Regions from separate parts of the Macaca mulatta genome. Here region 1 is linked to region 2. Evidence: chromatin contacts called from public Hi-C data. All regions are on one chromosome and are shown on one strand. The core of a region is the stretch at or near the end of the contact, and the rest is flanking DNA. Distances in the headings are between cores, read along the strand shown. Region 1 holds the start of NCK1 (NCK adaptor protein 1). Region 2 holds the start of STAG1 (STAG1 cohesin complex component).

The links. Hi-C and Micro-C count contacts between places; a contact is called where the count stands out from the background.
Region 1: a Hi-C map of cortical neurons shows a contact between it and region 2, with 5 times the contacts expected there. The contact joins the promoter of NCK1 here to the promoter of STAG1 in region 2. A contact is called at or near these places in 5 of 14 Hi-C or Micro-C datasets (blood, cortical neurons, fetal cortex germinal zone and 2 more).

The regions. Positions count from the first base shown.
Region 1 is chr2:39,868,669-39,871,368 of T2T-MMU8v2.0, reverse strand. It overlaps NCK1 (NCK adaptor protein 1), which reads right to left and starts at 1,377. Exons shown (of 4, transcript NM_001257480.1): 1 at 1,279-1,377.
Region 2 is chr2:39,752,333-39,755,032 of T2T-MMU8v2.0, reverse strand. STAG1 (STAG1 cohesin complex component) reads left to right here and starts at 1,315. Exons shown (of 34, transcript XM_077991520.1): 1 at 1,315-1,498.

The DNA.
Region 1 (2,700 bases), core at 128-2,627, 120 kb before region 2:
CTCAGAGTTTGTGGTCAAATTGAAAAGACAGTACCATTTATCAACCAGTGCACATTACTATCAAGTTGTGAATGGGATGCCTATTGAAGAACATCACTGACTTCACTCCCACAAGAAAATAAAGTGTTTTAAAAAGAAAAGAACGAATATTATTGACAATTACCGAACAAAACTTTCTTCCTAGGTTATTTCTCCGTTTACTGTGTGACCTCGCTGAAGGCTGAGAGTTTAGGCACACTGGTTTCCAGGTGCTCAAGAAATCGTTATAGATGGTTTGTCATAAGTCTAACAAAGTAAGATTTTAAAAATGAGTACCTCTTAGCAACACTTACTTGTTTTGGAGGGACATTGAGCTGCTTTGCTCCCCACCCAAAGAAGGGTTAGGAAATTCTCCTTAACCTCATTCTTTCCTAATTTCTAGGGCTTCTTACCTAATCTAACGTGTATAATTATGATCAGGTGACTCCAAGTTCATCAGTTTGACTCCGAGAGCCTTTCTACGGTTTCTACGTCCTCCCTGAACAAAACTCAGCTTCCTGAGCTTCTAACGGCGAATTTAACTTGCATGTTAATATAGAAGAAAGGTTACAAAACCTATCGAAATGGTTTTTTTTTAACCAAACATATTACAACTCAAGTCAAAAGTTCACAGCCCCAGCAACTCGCGTACGAATCTGAAGCAGGTCCAGACGATTAAAGTCACAGCCCCGGACTAGAAAACGTCAGGCGGGTGGGGGGAGGGGCGAGGGCGCGTCCCGAAGATGTCCACCCGCAGCACCGCGCAGGCTGCCGCCTCCCCTCTTCTCGCGCTGGAGGTGAGAGCGCCCTTCCTCCTACCACGTCCTACCTTCCCGGCCTCGGATTACGCCACAGCTGGCAAAAGGTCTTTTTCAGGAGAAAACAGACAAGTCAGCCAGCGCGCCCCACACTCGACCTCCCAGCCTCGCAGGGGCGGCCGCCCGGGCTCTCACTCCGACGCAGCGCTCCAGGGGCTGACAAGGAGGCCGCAGGGTCGCGCTCCCCGGGGCAACGGCCCGAGGGCCTCGCGGAATCCCGGTGCAGAAGTTCGGACCCTCTGAGCAGCCTCCGCGCCCCCTCCGGCTCAGCTCCGAGCCTGCAGACGGCGCCCCCGGGGCTAACTCAGCCGGGAAGAGGAAGCAACGCAGCGGCTAACAGGCTGTGTGGATGGACAGCCGACTGAAGGGGGGTGGGGGTGTGTCTGCCTGCTAGCAAGGCCGTCTCACCTTCCTGCTGCCGAGCTGGGCAGCTCCAGCTCACCTGAGGAGGGCTCCAGGACGCCACCGCGGCCGCCGTGATGGCCGTAACGGCACGAGGCCTGCGCTCTGCCGCCGACGCGTAGCTCTCGGAGAGGGGCGGGGCACGCGCGGTGGGCAGGCGGATCCGCGCGGGCAGGAAACCCACTCTCGGCCCAATCTGATAGGTTCAGTCGCCCCCTTTCCCGGTCCCTGATGCGACAGCGGTCTGTGCCACACTGGGATTGGGCGGGCCCACATGTCAATCAAGCGCCGTGCGTGGTGTGAAGGGAGCGGAGGCTGCGCCAAGGAGCGAAGCGAGCTAGAGGGTGAGAAGCGCCGGGCCCGACCAGAACCGTCTTCGCTTTTCCCTGTGCGATTGCTCTGGCTGGTTACTTCGAGCCTTCCTTCTCAGCGCCGCAGGAGAGACTCCACAGCAAGAATGACTGTGTCCTGGGTTCAGCGCCCACTCTTCTGGGAGCTTCCCCCGGTTTCTGCACTTGAGGAATGTCTTCCCAGCGAAAGGTTCTTAGGAGCGGGGAGCGACAAAGAAAGACAAAGAAAAGCAGACCTGAAAATTGGGACCTGGGAGAAATGTAAGACGTGCTTAATTTGAGGCACAGACCAAAAGAAGCTGAGGGCCCGCTAAAAGTGTCCTTGTGCTTGGGCAGCTTACTTACATTACATTCTTGGCGGCAGTAGTGTTATGAAGACCACCTTCGGAGCCAGGTCTGCCCATTCTTAGGGCTCCAGCCACTGGCTGAGGTATCAGTAAGTTGGTTCTTCCCCTCGCCGGTACCTGCCTCATTTCTTTTTTTTTGAGACGAGTTTCGCTCTGTCGCGCCTCCGGGTTCGAGATTCTCCTGCCTCAGCCTCCCGAGTAGCTGGGACTACAGGTGTGTACCACCACGCCCATCTTTTTTTTTTTTTTTTTTTAGTAGAGACGGGGTTTCACCATGTTGGCCAGGATGGTCTCGATCTCTTGTCCTCGTGATCCGCCAGCCTTGGCCTCCCAAAGTGCTGGGATTACAGGCGTGAGCCACCACGCTCAGCCGCCTCATTTCTTAACCATCTTTGTGGCTCAGTTTAGAGTCGCTCCTCAGGGAAGTTTGCTGAGTTAGGTACCTTCTTTGGAGCATAGGTATTTTCTCCATCCGAGCTATTGAAATGGTTTGCCTGTATCCCTACCTAGATAGTAAACTCCACTGAATCAGGAACCATGTCTGTTCAGTTTCTCCCTAGGGCCTTGTAGTAGGGTAGATGGTCAGTAAATACTGTTGAAGGCATTAATATTTATTTTAATCCTGGCCCTGGCTATAAGCCTCAAAAGTTTGCAGTTTTCTGCATTTAACTTCAAATTATTTGATTGGTAATGCATGCATGTGGTTAGCCTGTGCTGTAATTTAGATGTTTGTTCCCCTAAACCTCCTGTTGAAACTTGATCCCC
Region 2 (2,700 bases), core at 66-2,565:
AGGATAGGAAATCAGCCAGAGATTAGAAAAAAACCCAAGAAAATTATAAGGAGGAGTCCAGTCACGAATTCATATCCAATCTGGACAGTTATGACTTCCTGCAGTGAAAAGCCACACATCTTGCAAACCCTTGAGAGAGAAACCGCAAATAGGGGTAACCTATTGGAGATAGGCCCTGAAGACTATAAAGTAGTTGAGTGATTCTATACTGAGATAGAGTTGGCTATAGCGATAGAGCAGTTAGTCAGATATGGGGCTAATGATCCAGTAGAGTAAGGATTCACTTTTGTGGTAAAAAGTTGTAAGCAGGTGAAAGGTAGGGATCCATAACCATAGAGGGGCAGGTGGAGATCAGGGAAGAGGTGACGTTCAACATAGTTAATTATTTCACCTTAGTGATTATTTCTCTTTTGGCATCTAGAAGGCTAAGATTCTCATGTTTATCTCAGAGCTACTGAAAGTAGTCCTAGGTTGCGGAAGGAGAAATCCAATTTCACAGCTGAGTCTATTTTCTCAGTCTAGTTATATTCTCTTCTCACAAACTAGCCAATGCTGCCGCCTTATGCAAAGCCAGCACCACGGAGAGGATGTGCTTTACAGAGGCAGGATGACGCCAATCGGCCTGGGGCGGGCAGTGTTTCGTCTAGATTAATGGCGAGGGAAGTCCCCAACAGTTCCTTTGAAACCTTTTCACCCTCGCCTGGTGAAAGCGCTTGTCAACTGTAAATCGCAAATATAATGCTAAGCTCTGAGGCCCTTGTTAAATCCAAGTGGGAGCAGAGATCTGAGCTGCCTCACCCTCGGGTTTCCGCAGGGCGTCTCGAGAGCTGTGGGTGGGGGCAGCAGGAGCCGGGCGGGGACAGAGGAAAGCGCCGGCCCTGAGACCTAGGGAGGAGCCTCGGTGAAGGAACCCGGGGTGGGTTCCTGCCTAGGTCTCCAAGAAGCTCCAAAAATGGCGGGCGGCAACTCGGAGAGCCGGACGCGCAGGCGCCACCGTGGCCGTTCTTCCGCCCGCCTCGGGCGGCCCAAGAACAGTCCACAGCGCCCTTATCCAGAAGCCTACGCCGCTCGCGATTGGCTGAACTGCGCGACCGCTCCGTATGGGGGCGGGGCCGCCACGCAGCGGCCACGTTTCCCGCCCCGCTGGTGCGCGTGCGCGCAATCCCCACAGGAAAGCGTTTGCGCGCGCTCCTGCCGCGGCCCCTAGCTCGCGCCTCAGCTCCCTCCCCTTTCCGGGCAGGCCCGTCCCGTCAGCAAGGCAGTGAGCACTGCGGCCAGCAGAGGGCGGTCCGGACCCAAGTCTGCAGCGGCGCCATTGGCGTGTGGAAAATGCCACCAGATGGCGGGTTAGGATTGCAGCTCCGTTGAAGGCGCGGCCCCCGCTCCCGAACCCCCGGCGACCACCCCGTAACAACCCCCCCACATCGGGAATAACACACCGGAGACTTTTGGGGGGAAACTAGGTCGACGGCCGGCGGCGCCCGGATGGGCAGCTGAGGTGAGTGCGGGCGGCGGCGACGGCGGCGGGGGGCGGGAAAGAGGGGGAATGCGGCGGCAGCGGCGCGGGGGCTGGAAGCGCCGATCCAAGATGGAGGCCGGGCGAGAGCGAGAGAGCGCGAGCGGGGAGCGGGCGGGCTGGGCGCGGGCCCCGTGCGGGGGAGGGAGGCCGCGCGGGCCTGTGCGGGGTGCGGCGGTCGTGGGCCGTCCGAGTGCCCGGAGAGGCGTCTGTGGGCGCGGCGGGCACCCCGGCGTCTTCGTCGCTTGCTACCCCTTCCGCGGGCACCGAAAATTTTGCCCCCGCCCGCCCGGGCACTACGGCGACAGGCGCGGAAGCCTTTGTGGCGCGCTTGGGCCCGCCGCCAAGCCCGCCCTCCGCCCCCCCCTCGCCCGGGCTCTCGGGACTCGCCCGCGCCCAGCGGGGCCGGGCCGAGGCGGGCTGGCGCGAATGCCTTCCGCCGCCCGCCGACCTGCGTTTCTGCGGTGTTTTAGCGGCGGCGGCGTCACATGACAACGAGTTCGTCTCAGCGGAGGGGCCTGGGGGTCGCTCGGCGGGTCGGCTGGCCCAGGCTTCTTGTTGGCGGGGTGGGGCAGGGGGGTGTTGGCTGGGGGAGATGGGGTGTCCATGCTGGGCTTTCCAGCTATCTGCCCTCTCAGCCCCCGACGGGGGCCTCCTTGTGAAACGTGTCCAGGCCCAAGCACTACCCCGCTAGTTTGCCAGTCCCCTGAGAGACGAGGCCAATAAAAGTTGTTTTCCCTCCTTTCTCGAGGTGGGGGCGGGGTGGGAAACTAGAGTGCTTAGAGTTGGACCTGAGCCTCGTTTGCAGGGTCCGAACTGGGTGCTTCTTGTGTGGTATGGGTACTAAGAAATTTTCAGGTTTTAGGATTGTCACATCACCCCCATCTACCCATATTTGAAATGTTATCGATTCTCTTCACATTGCAGGGAATCGTGCTCCGGGCGTATAAGTCATGGGATGGTTTCGTACACTTACAAAAAGCAATGCAATTTATGATTAAAAAAAAATTATTTGCTGTTAAAGTTGGTGTTAAGATGGATAGAGTTTTTTTCTCGTGGTTCTGACTAGAAAGACTATTTTGCATCTTTGCAAAAATACACGGGAAATATCTGAATTGGCACAGAGTTGTGTGATTTGTAACTTATGTGGAATTTGAATGTGACTCTACATTTTAGTTTTCCTT